Regions from separate parts of the Mus musculus genome. Here region 1 is linked to region 2. A link is a contact called in public Hi-C data. All regions are on one chromosome and are shown on one strand. The core of a region is the stretch at or near the end of the contact, and the rest is flanking DNA. Distances in the headings are between cores, read along the strand shown. Region 1 overlaps Spef2 (sperm flagellar 2). Region 2 overlaps Spef2 (sperm flagellar 2).

What was found. A called contact is a pair of places that touch in the nucleus more often than the background predicts.
Region 1: a contact with region 2 is called in a Hi-C map of Th2 cells, with 2.5 times the contacts expected there. The contact joins two enhancer-like sites. A contact is called at or near these places in 6 of 484 Hi-C or Micro-C datasets (CD4 T cells, Th1 cells, Th17 cells and 1 more) and 2 of 115 datasets of contacts at active chromatin or transcription factors (CD8 T cells and Th17 cells).

What each region holds. Positions count from the first base shown.
Region 1 is chr15:9,666,371-9,673,097 of GRCm38.p6, reverse strand. Spef2 (sperm flagellar 2) reads left to right here. Exons shown (of 37, transcript NM_001305042.1): 17 at 4,197-4,308; 18 at 5,807-5,964. Among named protein-coding and RNA genes, the nearest start is that of Spef2, 79 kb to the left of the region's middle. Within about 2 kb of position 5,362, at least 7 of the 459 cell types and tissues checked have an H3K27ac peak or open chromatin away from gene starts, as enhancers often do. A contact at or near this core is called in CD8 T cells, Th17 cells and Th2 cells, where this site is marked.
Region 2 is chr15:9,572,723-9,579,322 of GRCm38.p6, reverse strand. It overlaps Spef2 (sperm flagellar 2), which reads left to right. Exons shown (of 37, transcript NM_001305042.1): 37 at 972-1,130. The coding sequence ends at 1,061. Among named protein-coding and RNA genes, the nearest start is that of Il7r, 46 kb to the right of the region's middle. Within about 2 kb of position 4,337, at least 47 of the 459 cell types and tissues checked have an H3K27ac peak or open chromatin away from gene starts, as enhancers often do. A contact at or near this core is called in CD8 T cells, Th17 cells and Th2 cells, where this site is marked.

The DNA.
Region 1 (6,727 bases), core at 4,113-6,612, 93 kb before region 2:
ATAGAAAGACAAAATTGATAGGCAGAAAAGAAGCTGAAGTGTCCACATTTCTTTTTCAGTCATCTATTCTGTAGAAGGGGTGATTACCGCACCCTGTGAGCATTCCGGACCCTTTACTGACTCGCATGCTATTAATGCACTCCTCAGTGTGTCTTTCTCTGAGCAACTCTCATTCCTTTTAATCCAAGGCATTCTTTCTTAGCTTTGAATATCATAAATTTTATAACCAAGAAAAACCCAAAACAAAACAAATAAACAAAAGCCACCATGATTTTGTATTCTAAAACCATTTCATCTTGTTTTATCATTAATGTAGATGGAGAGAAACCGAGTACTATACTTCTGAGGCCCTTCATTGTCTTGAATGCCGTGAAGTCACACCCCAGTGCTGTATTGCTTTAATTCTAACCCTTTTAGTCTAGCTCAAGGCTTTCTTTTTTCTTTGTCATTTTCTGTTTATTCCCAGTTTATGAGTACTTTGTGTTTTGGATGAAACTCAGTGAGAGCTGTTGAAAATTTTTTCCTATTAATTATTTTTTATTTCTCATGGTCAATTTGTGTTTATTCTAAAGCGAGTTCATAGTGCAGAAAGAGGCATAAATATTTCACAATATTATAGTATGGTATCAGTAAGTAGTCTCATGTATATTTGACTTTATGGTCCCGTATTTTACTCTTACTTCTTCCCAGTGCTGATTTTCTTTTTCCAAGTTTGTTATCCACGACAACATATTCTTTATAATCTTATCTTTACATCAAACTTTAGACAGGGAGGTCTCTGAAACAAAGAGTTTACTGGCTGTGTATACATTGTCTAGCCTGAAATGAAAAACTGGTTAATCCTGAGACAAATTATCTAAAGTTTCAGTGTCATGGGCTGATAACAGCTGGAAAAATATTCCACTGGATCTAGGGAGACAAAATATTCTATAATGAAGCACAAAAAGAAGGACTCATACTCTGTTCACTCTGAACTTTAGTGACAGCTGAGAGGGACAACTGAGATACAAGGGAATGTTTCTGATTCTTGGTTGTTTGATTCAAGAATCAGAATATGGTGTGATCTTGGTGGCCAGACTTCAACAGAGAAGGGAGTATAGCATGCTTTGTCTTTTTTTTCCCTTTGTCAATTTTGCTTATGTGTTTTTTTAAAAATTCATTTATTATTCAGTCTCTCTCCCCCTCCCTCTTCCCCTCCCCTCTCCCCTCTCCCCTCCCTCCCCCTCTCCCTCTCCCTGTGTGTTTATATGTGTGCTTTTGTGTGGCTATATGCACCATATATATATGCAAATGCTCACAGTGATCAGACAAAAGCATTGGGGCATCTAGAAACGGAGCTACAAGCTCTTGAAAGCTATCATGTGACTTCTGGGAACTGGACTCAGGTTGTTTGTAAGAACAGGAAGTACTCTCCCACCCCGGAAGTACTTTCCTGCACTGGAAGTACTCTCCCACCTAACATTAGTTAAAATAAACTCTTGTTATCTTCCCTTCCCTGAACCTAACTTATTGCCTCAGAATTGTCTCACCAACCATCTGTCGTATTGACAATCAAGCTTCTCTTCAGTGTGTTTTTATCTCATTTCTTGCCCATTCCAAGAGAAATGTGAATTCTTATTCTAAAGCCACCTAAATTTTTGTGGTTGTTTGGGTTTCTCTTTAATAATAGTAAGTTAATTTTTAAATTTATCTGAGAATTTGAATATATTTGTACACAGTATTTCCATCTCCAGTGCCATTCTCTCCCCATCTTAAATCCATGAACTCTGCTATAATTAATGTTTTATTTTATTTTAAATTTTATTTTAAAAATTTTATCCTTTGAGAAATCCATGTGTGTATATACATATACATATACATATACATATACATATACATATACATATACATATACATATACATATACACATACACATACACATACACATACACATACACATACACACACACACACACACACACACATACACACATACACACATACACACATACACACATACACACATACACACATACACACATACACATATACACATATACACATATACACATATATACATATACATAATCTCCACCCAACTCTCTCCAGGTTCTACCCAAACACATTCCCTTCCTAACTTCTTATCTGTTTGTTTTCTTTTATTAACCCATAATCTACTTAGTGCTGGTCACATATGCATGACAATGGGACTATCCAGCGGTGCATGGACCACCAAGCAGTGGCTACATCCCCAATGAAGAGTGATTCTCATTCCCTCAGAAGCTATCAGTTTCCAATGTCCAGGGGTAGGGCCCAACAATCTTCTTCTCCTTCTACACTAGGATTTTGATTGGCATGATCTTGGGAAGCTCTTGTATAGGTAACCACAACTGCTGTGAGCTCATGAGTGCAGTACTCATATCCTAAAGACATTTCACATCATCCATTCCCATCCTCCAACCCTTTCATTCTTTCTACTGACTCTTGGTTCCTTTACCCTTGGTTTATGAGTAGGGGTAGTTAATAATGTTCCACTCAGGGCAAATAGCTTACAGTTCCAATTGCTTGTTCTTGCAATTTGTAATGCGTCTCTGCATTGGTTGGTGATCATTGCAAAAACAACTTCTCTGACCATGTGTGAGAGCATCCTAGAGCAACAGGTATAAATATTAGTATTTATAAGGCAGTTTGACAGTATGACCACTGAGTTAAGTAACAGTACTGAGTACCTCTATAGTGCCTGTGAACTCCCTAGCGATGAGTTTTTGATCCAGGTATACAGTAGTAATCGCAGACTCCATCCTGTGAATCAGGCTTCAGATTCTATTATAAATCAGTTGGTTACCCCATAATAGTCAACACTCCTATTGCAGTAGTAGTCATCTTTTTTCTGAACTTAAGCTTCCTTCAAAACGTATTAAAGTGTGGCTTTTCAAGTTGTTTTGGGTGTTTGCTTTACTTCACCATATTTCTTCTCTTACCCAATAGAAACCTATTACTATAGAAGCCTAAGGAATTTAAACGGATTCACCACGTAAAAAGGGTGGTAATAGTTTAAACAGACATCTTATGCCACCAAGTAAAATTGACCTCCAGATAGGAATGGGTTATGTCTTGAGACGTGGACCTGTACAGCCCCATAAATATACCCCAAATATCATATGGTATTGCCAAGAATATTAGTTACCATCAATAAACTGAGAGTAAAGTCATCCTTGCTGAAAATATCACTTATATACACATGAGAAAATAGAGTTGTTGCCCAACTAGAAGACTCATGCCCTAGTGACTATCAGTCATGGTTCTTGGAGAGACTTTGCACAATGCCAAAGGAGAGAAGTAAACATCAGAAACACCCAGCACCAGACCCTATGACCTACAAAGACCCATCTATAATATATATTGGTGTAATAGTACACAAACATTATGGGAGTAACCAACCACTTTCTACAAGTTGAATTTAAATTCCACTCCATGAGATGAAACCCATACCTGACACTTCTTAAATAGTCAAGAATCAAAGACTAAGTAGGGGAACAGAATTAGAGGAAAACCTACTACTAAGGCTTCTAAAGGAATATAGCAATAGAATTACCCTTAATGACATATTCCTATACCCGTAGATCAAGGCATCACTCAATCCTTATAAAACAAGCTGCTCCTTAAAATAGATGGAAGTCAACAAAGAGACTCACAGCTGGACAATGCACAGAGAAATAGAGGCTTTGAACCTCTCCTTCCTAAATGTATACCTTCACCAATCAGCCAATCAGCTCCCATAAAGGCTCGGGGATCTATGTGGAAGAGGAAGCACAAAGATTTTAAGGGTGTGTGTGTGTGTGTGTGTGTGTGTGTGTACTTTTGTGCATGTGTCATCCTTTCCATTTTGTTTTGGGAGTTTTTGTCTTATTGCATGTTTGTTTTGACCAATGTTTTTGTTTATTTTATTTTATTTTTTGAGAAAGAAGAAGAAATTGTATAGGTAGAGAGGTGGTAGAGAATCTGTGAGGAGGTGGAGAATGAAAAGAACATAATCAAAATATATTCTATTTAAATATATTTGCATATATTATATATGTTAATATAAACACTGAAACATTTGTAAACCAAAATATGGCTATTTCTACCTGGAATCTTGCACAAGTATGTTTTGTCAGTAAGTAGCAACTTTGATTGGTTTGGTTGATTGTCTAATTAAGTAATTTTTGTACCATAGCTAAAGAAATCTCACATGAAATTTCTCATGAAAATGTTGGCCGTCCTGGAACTGGTACAAGCCAAGATAATAAGAGCGAGGACCGGAACTTAAGAGACCACATACAGCACAGGTATGTTTTCTGCTTTGTGCACTTCCTATTTGTTGCCCTTCAAAGAGGTGACAATTGGTGACTTTCAAATGATAAGAATCTACAAAAAAGAAAGGAGATTCATCCCCTACCACAGAATCTTCTACAGGTTAAATCAAAACTATGTTTCTGCATTGAGTGAAATAGTATGTGAAAAACGTTTATATTTGCAGCCACAGTTGTCAGAGTCTGGGGAAACAAGCCAATCAGAAAATGCTTTTAAGCAAAAAATATCTTTTAAAAATCTTTAGCACAAAAATGAAATAATTTTAAAAATCAGGTTATCTTTACAATGTTCAGTGCCTTAAAAATGGCTTGTACACTGGGTCAGGTTGACACTCCTGCTAATGTATCTCTCAAATACCAACTCATCAACAGCTTGCTTTTAAGACAGTGAATCATGTTTATGCGACTCCCTTTTCTTACCCTATTATGCAACATATAATGTATTGAAATACATTGTAACAATGTATTTTGTGTGTGTGTCTAAAAAGAGAAGAAAAGAATGAAAAGTATATAAATGCATTAGTGTAGGTGAAACAGTTTCAGGTTTGATGGCTACGATTTTAGGCATGATTAACTTCAACCTTGAGACATACAATCATTTTATCTGTCATTGGTTCAAACTTTAGCATTAACATGATTAATAAAATTACCTGACAAAAAAAGGCCAAGAAAGTAAAAGAAGAAAAAATGTGAAAAAGAAAATGCTTTTAAGTTATATCTGTAGAATTCAGCAAACACTACTACCAGTGAAAGATCACAGAATTTCAAAGAACTGAAAGTCAAAACTGAAAAAGTTTATAGTAGCTTTTCGAGTTTACCAAAATGAAGTTACCTGGATTTCTCTGAATTGTGTGTAACTTTTCTTTGGAAAAGAAAATTTAGACAAAATTAGGCAATTTCATGAAACTCGAGATATCTAAAAATAAATGAGCAGGAAGTATAATTTGAGCTATAGGAAGCTGTCTATGCTCTAAGGGTGGGGGAGGGAGACAATGATTCAAGAATAACTTTTTACAAAGCTAACTAGCCTGTGCCTTCTCTCCTTACCTAAAGACCTCTTCACTTTGTATCTATAAGGGAAATAAAAAGTATGACCTGAGTGTTGGGGCTATGGCATCACTGAAAGAGCCATTAAATGAAGTCAGCCATTACTGTGAATGATATTTTCTTTCATTTTCAAACAGAGATTTGAACAAAAGCCAGATGTTTGCCAAATGCTTAGCATTTTCAAACCTTTCCATCCATACTTCTAAAATTCTAAAGCTTAAACCTTGATGCCATCAGACAAGTTCTTTAAATTTAGTATTTTTCCATCACATATAGATTCCATAAAAGTTAATTTTGGGGACTGAATTCCATGGCCAGGCTACTTCTTCATTATGAACTGTCAATCTACTAGATATCATGTTTAATGTCTTTTTACACAAACACTTAAATGAGTACCACATAGTCATATAATGTCTTTATTTCGCAGAATTGTTGGCTTCTTGGACAACTGGCCACTGTTGGAAGAGTGGTTTACACAGCCAAAAAACATTCTGACGAAAGTCAATGCTGAAATAGATGAAGCGCTCTTATGCCAAAAAGTAAAAGAAATTTTTGCTACTGAAACAGTAAACAAAAAGATCAAAGGTAATCCTATGCACATATGTTTGCGAACATATTAAATGGTTAAGAGTAACCATTGTATCTTGATCATATTCTTCCTCTCCCAACTTCTCACAGATCCACCCCACCCCCGCATTTCATACCAACCCAACTTTTTGTCATCAAGTATTTTTCTTTTTTCCTTTCTTTCTTCTCTTTCTTTCTCCCCTTTCTTTCCTTCTCTTTTTCCTTCCTTCCCTTTCCCTTCTTTCTTTCCTTCTCTTTCCTTCCTTCTTTCCTTCCTTCCTTCCTTCCTTCCCTTTCCCTCCCTTCCTTCCTTCTTTCCTTCCATCCTTCTGCTTGCTTGCTTGCTTGCTTGCTTTCTTTCTTTCTTTCTTTCTTTCTTTCTTTCTTTCTTTCTTTCTTTCTCTCTCTCTCTCTCTTTTCTTTTCTTTCTTTTTTTCTTTTCTTTTCTTTTCTTTTCTTTTCTTCTCTCTCTCTCCCTCCCTCCCTCCCTCCTCCCTTCCTCCCTTTCTTTCTTTCTCTTTTTCTATTTTTTTTTTTTTTTATATTTGGAGGCAAGGTTTCTCTGTGTAGGTGTCTTAGTCAGGGTTTCTATTCCTGCACAAACATCATGACCAAGAAACAAGATGGGGCGGAAAGGGTTCATTCGGCTTATACTTTCATACTGCTGTTCATCACCAAGGGAAGTCAGGACTGGAACTCAAGCAGGTCAGAAAGCAGGAGCTGATGCAGAAGCCATGGAGGGATGTTCTTTACTGGCTTGCCTCCCCTGGCTTGCTCAGCC
Region 2 (6,600 bases), core at 3,088-5,587:
AGCCTCCAAATGCTGACACCATTGCATATGCCAGCATGATTTTGCTGAAAGGACCCTGATATAGCAGTCTCTTGTGAGGCTATGCCGGGGCCTAGCAAACACAGAAGTGGATGCTCACAGTCAGCTATTGGATGGAACACAGGGCCCCCAATGGAGGAGCTAGAGAAAGTACCCAAGGAGCTAAAGGGGTCTGCAACCCTATAGGTGGAACAACAATATGAACTAACCAGTACCCCCCCCCCCCCCGGAGCTCATGTCTCTAGCTGCATATGTAGCAGAAGATGGCCTAGTTGGCCATCATTGGGAAGAGAGGCCCCTTGGTCTTGCAAACTTTATATGCCTCAGTACAGGGGAATGCCAGGGCCAAGAAGTGGAATTGGGTGGGTAGGGCAGTGGAGGGGTATGGGGGACTTTTGGGATAGCATTTGAAATGTAAATGAAGAAAGTACCTAATAAAATAAAATAATAAAAAATAGAAATTAAAGTATTTTAACATTACCATCTCTGATAGTAAGAAAAAATATAAAGAAATGGGAAAAATCCCAGGGGGAAAATCTACTGCTCAAAATTTCTACATTTAAATTTCTATGTAGATGTTATTAACTTGGCATTATATTTTTCTTTAATAGAGTGTGAATACTGTCTTATTCATTTATAGAAAAATAATCTTTTGGTTTACACACTATATGACAGAGTTAAGTAATTGCTTTTACAAATATTACTTAACATGACAACTCCATTTACAGGACTAGAAAGGAGAATTTCTAATACCCTTAGCTATCATTACAAGGATAGAACTTGGGGTTTCAGAATGGAATTCACACTAAGTGAGAAAGATTTTTTTCTCAGAGAAAACAAAAGAAAAGACTAAAGGAAACTGCAACTGTTTAATAACTGCCACATCTATGATGCCCATCAGTCATAATTTCTTTATTTTTATATGTAACTTCTCTTTGATTTTTCTCTCTTAGGACATTAAAATGATTCTTCAAAGGAGTGAGCATGCACAAGGCAGTGATGGAGAAAGGTCACCCTCAAGACTTACAGACGAAAAGAAGTGAAGGCTGTGGTTTTGGTTTTTTTTGGGTTTTTATTTGTTGTTGTTGAATAAATGTTCATAATCAAATTGACCATGGAGTTTGTTGTGTGCATTGTTGTGATGGGTGTAGGTGTGACTACTTCTCAGTTGATGATAAGCTCTTAAACAGAAACCTCAATTTAGAGAACATTTTAGCCATAAAATGATGAGAGAGAGAGAGAGACAGAGAGAGAGAGAGAGAGAGGGAGGGAGGGAGGGAGGGAGGGAAGGAGGGAAGGAGAGAGAGAGAGAGAGAGAGAGAAAGAGGGAGGGAGGGAGGGAGAGAGAGAGAGAGACCTTAAAGACAAAAAGATGAATTTTTAAGTGATCCTGGAAATAGAAATTACCAGAAACAATACACTCGAAGTAAAGCATGAAGTCTCCCTATAGGAGGTATCTACATTAGGGGATGTGTTGAAAGTCCCACCAAAGCTCCATATATCAGAGAGAACATTTCTTCCATCTTACAGTTCTTACTTCATGGATTGTAAACTTTGAACAATCATCTTAGTAGCCAAGAAGAAAGGTGCATCCCTGAGTTGCTAGACCAGTCACACTTTTAACTATTTGCATTTGTGTCTAACTGAATGCAAGATTTCCCCTCATAGACAGCTACACTGTTTACGTGATTAACCAGAAACTAAATTCAATTATCATAATTGTCATCTCAAGGAAATGTCATAAAAAAATGAGCAACGACGATCCTGGGCTGCTGAGCTTCAGTGATGGCCTCCTCCCTGGTTCCCTCCTGTGGCTGTTCTCTGAATTTCTTAGTGGGTCCTACTCTGCTCATACAGCATGTATTTCTGAAGGTCCTAGGAATAAGTCATCTATGCACAGCCGATTTCTGGATGCTTCTTCCACTTCCATAAAATTTACAGGTTTTGTGAAAGCTTACAGGTCCTCACATCTAGCTGTGTCCACTTCAAGGAACAATCTCTTCCTCTTCAATAAAGAATCAGATCTTAGAACAGCTGTCCAGGCAACTGTCCTTAGGAGGTCATTACCATAGGTCCTTAGGAGGTCATTACCATAGGTTCAAAGGAGGTGTTATCTCCAACCAATCTGTCTTAAAAACATTCCAACAAATAAAAACAGAATTCTTTATCTAATTTAATCTCACTAATTCATAAGATTACCACTGACAAATAATGCAGAGGAGGTTTATGTAACTGCTAAAAGTTACAGAGCTATAAATATAGACAGAAACTAGAAGCCAGTTTTTCAACCCCAAAGCCACATACTTACCTCGTTTTTTGTTTGTGTATAAAACACCAACTGCACAAGCACAAGGTGGAGAAACTATAGCTTAGTGGTGCCTTAAACCAAAAGCTGTTCTTTATTCAAACTAAATCTAACCTAACATAATGTGTTATGTTATCCTTAGGATGCTGATATCCTTGGAATACTAATGGTAATGTAACAGTTAAAATAAGGGATAAGCTAATTTTTCTGTGATCTGCTGTGGCAAGATCTCAACAGCAACTTTCTACACAGTTCATGGACACACAGTTTTACATCATGTGCTATAAACACAGATAAATAGAATATGTTACATAGAATTATAGTTTATTAGCTATATAAGTCATGTGCATGTATGCATTTTGCATATTTGCATGCTTTATATCATGTGGTCTTAAATATATACACTATATAATACCTATATATCATTATACTTACATGTTATCTATTAAAAAAGAATCACAGTATATCTGCAAGGAAACCCAGAAGTCCTTGGCTTTGAGAAGAGAAAGTTTGGGTTTAGAAAGAATGTAAACAATAATCAAACAGCAATAAGATTTGATGAGACAGAGGATATCTGGGTTATGCTGTGATTACCAAGTGCTGACAAGAAATAAAAGTATAAACCACACAAGCTGTTCAGATGAAGTAGCTTTTCTGTGTTCCCTAAGGATAAGCCACTCTTGGTGATGTGGTGAGTGATAACGGCCCCTCTTGCAAGACGAACATATGTGCTCTGATTGGGCAGGGTAGCAGCTATCAGGGATGTGTGTGAGGACAGTCATCTAGTACTTCGCAGCCTTAACTCTTCTAACATCCCATCTCTAGTGAGCCATTGTGTTGTGAACCATCAACTCTCTTCTTAGCTACTCTCTACCTAATGGGCCATTTTGATGCAGTCTTCACCAAGGATGTATCAGTTCTTCCTCTAGTACTCTCTGAGCAGTGCTTGAAAAATCCTTTCTAGAGAACTAAAATAACACCATGAAGCTGTTTCTCTACCCAATCCTGATGTTTTCTATTTGAAGATTACAGTGAAGTAAAGTGGGTGTAGGTGCTAAGTACTTGCTTGGATGACTATGGCCCCATCCATCTCTAAAGTTCTCCTAACCAGTCCTGTAGTTATGGAAATGTCGCAGATTCTCCTAGTCTCCCTTATTCAAACTTTCAAAGCTAACTCGGCCTCTTCCCTCACACCCAAATCTCAGTCACTATTGCTATAGATAGATAACCCTCACAATGGCCACCCCTGTCTCAATGGCACTCAAGCTCCCATCATGAACAAAAGACATCTCCCATCAACACAATTCTAGAAATGTAAACTAACTTGGTAGGGAGGAGATTTCCTCCTAACCTCACACTTGTTTATACTAAATCTATACATAGAACCACATTAGAGTATACATTACTAGAAAGCAAGGATTTATGAAAGCTAGTGAGATCCATAGTTTATTCCAGTCATCTCTTTTTAGGACCTTGACCCTGGTGTTACCCTAATCAGGCCAGTTATGAAGCCACCACCAACCTTACTTTCTCCTGCTTGTCTCCTTTCTAAACAAAGCTGCCATGACTCTTTCCTGATACCCTTTGCAATTCATTCCACCTCTTTTCACATTTCACTAGATTTGGCCTAATAAAACACATCATGTCACCTACAGGTGCAACTCCATCTACTCCCAAAAGTTTTCATGTCAGTTCCACAACAAAGCCTTGATACACAGAGGCATCTCTGGGCATCCTGTTGAGCCAGACGTAAGCAAAGTCACAAGCAGATTACCCTAAGATTCGAAGTATAAGTACAAAGAAAATGTTGTTTTCAAGCTTGCTTCAAAACAAATCTGGAAAGAGATGCTGGCCCAGACTTGTGGCTGCAGTTCAAAGCCCCAAAGGGGACCAGGGGGCTCAAAGGTGTGCCTTGAGCATTTCAGCTCAAACACTTGCTGTATCTTTTGCTAACTTCAGGCTAACCACAGGGAGACAGCTACTCTGTTCACCATTTCTTAAACATCCTCACCTTGCTATGCCCCCACAAACCAGGCAGAAACCACAACATCCTTCTAGTATACGACAGGCTTCACCATGTACTCTGGAGGCGGAGAGCTTAGTCTTCTTCCCCTCCACTTTCACTGTCTGAGCCCATTTCGTACCAAAGTCCCTGCAAATTAAAGTCTTTGCTGGCATGCTACCTCCGTGCGTTGGAAGGCACCACTTAGCTTCCAGATGCTACAAGAACCCCTTACATGTTTCTTCTGAATTTCTGCATTTAAGAGTTTGATTCATTCTGCCAGGACCACAGACTAGAAACTTCCTTTAAAATGGCATGTAAGACTAGACCACTGTCATATTTTAAGCAGGCAACTTCCTTCAAGCTGATGAGCATAGTTGTAATAGATGACATTTTCTTAAAGAAGTAGAAGTAGCTATCACGTAATGTTTTTTTTTTAATATATTTTTGATAAAGATACACTCACTGTTGGCCTTTAAACATTTATATAAGGTGTATTTTACTATGCTCAGGATATAACAAAAGGAGGCAAGGCATGAATATTTAGCAAGAATCTGGGATTTTTAACCAGGAAGAAACTCGCATAGAGTTTAATTCCTTTGTCTGAGAAACATTTTAGACATTAAACCTCTAAAGAGCTGAGTTCTGAGACTCTACTACTCAAGCAAAGCCACTGCAACATAGGAGCCATAATAATAAAGGTTTCTTTTATACATCTAAGTTTGATGTAGTGGTCAAATGAAGGCACATTCAGTATGCAAAATTTCTCTGATTTCTCCTATTACATGATTATGAGGCTATTTGGAGCATGGGCTGAAAATACAGATTTCTGGGTAGTCTTCTTCAAAATATGCAACAGACCAGAAATGCAGAAATTGATTTCTTATACCCATAAAGTCTTACCAATATGACCTCCTAAAGGTGAGCTGAACAAGGACATGACAGAATGGATAGGTAAAAGCTTAACTCTTCACAGAGAACTATAGGCAACTAAAGAAGGATGGGAGCAGGAGAGTTGTTCTTACTCAAGGATGAGAACACCAATGGCCAAATGGGAAGCCCTGAAAACATGCATACAAGTAACATTATTTAACAGGATATATATATATATACATGCATATATGTCATATGTACATGGAATAACAATTAAAAACGAGGCCATAGATTTGAAGGAGAGCAGAAGGAATATATAAGAGAGTTTGGAGAGAGAAAGAAAAGGGATAAATATTGTAATTATAACTCCCCCCAAAATATTTTAAAAGTGATTTCCTAGTCTTTTTTTTTTCTAACGTTTCCATTTTTTTTAAGGAGTACAAGATATAGTTCACTCTCTCCTTAAGTTCTTTAATTGAAAATGGAGAGCAAGCCTTATGATAAATAGCAATTGGCTTCATGCTCAAGGTTAGCTAGGGAGGTCACAGAGCTTGGCAAAGGGCCATAGCACAAGGTTAGCTATTGGCATGACAAGGGGCAGAGCACACGTTAACTGGCAACTACCAAATGTTAGCTGAAAATAAATTCAGAACATTTTGCAAAGTCCCTTGGGTTTTAAATGTTAATGATTAATTCAAATGTCTTATAATGCTATGTGGTCCAACGTTGCATAAAATAAATAAATATAGTGTACGAGACTTTTACATGACTTATGGTTTGTCACTTTCCTATGGTCAGACTTTCCAGAGGACATCATTTTAAGTAAGTTACAAACCACTGGTCTCCACATTGAGAATCTCAATACCCCATCACTGTTAACCCCTCTAGTGCCCTGTGCCCCCTTACATGTCATTCTCTGGGAGTCTGAATTCAAGATTGTCTCTTTCATCAGTGCAGTGCAGCACTCTGGCAGAGGCAGAACTGAGCAGATTAACTAGTACACTCCATCTCCTATTTTCCTCTTGGCTGGTTGCATATATGCAGGAATATTATACTTAATGCACACATATACAACATGTATAAATAACATAATTGGTTTCTGTCTTCTCCGGATGATGACTAACTAGTCTGCAACTGCCAGGCATTTGAACCCAGGAAGTCTAAGGATGTACATCGAGATCAATGATAAAGCTAAAACTCTTCTTATAGCCAGCTTCCTAATCGCCTGCACATGCTAAACACAGAGGGGTAGAAGAAAGACATTGAGCCTCTTGCGTGGGACGAGGTTGAGCCTTGAAGAAACCTGGACGTGGTAAAGTAGGACAGGCTACGAGAATAAGCACATAAACAAACTTCACAATCTCTTGATGCATCACACAATTGCCTGCAAGGTGGGTAGCAA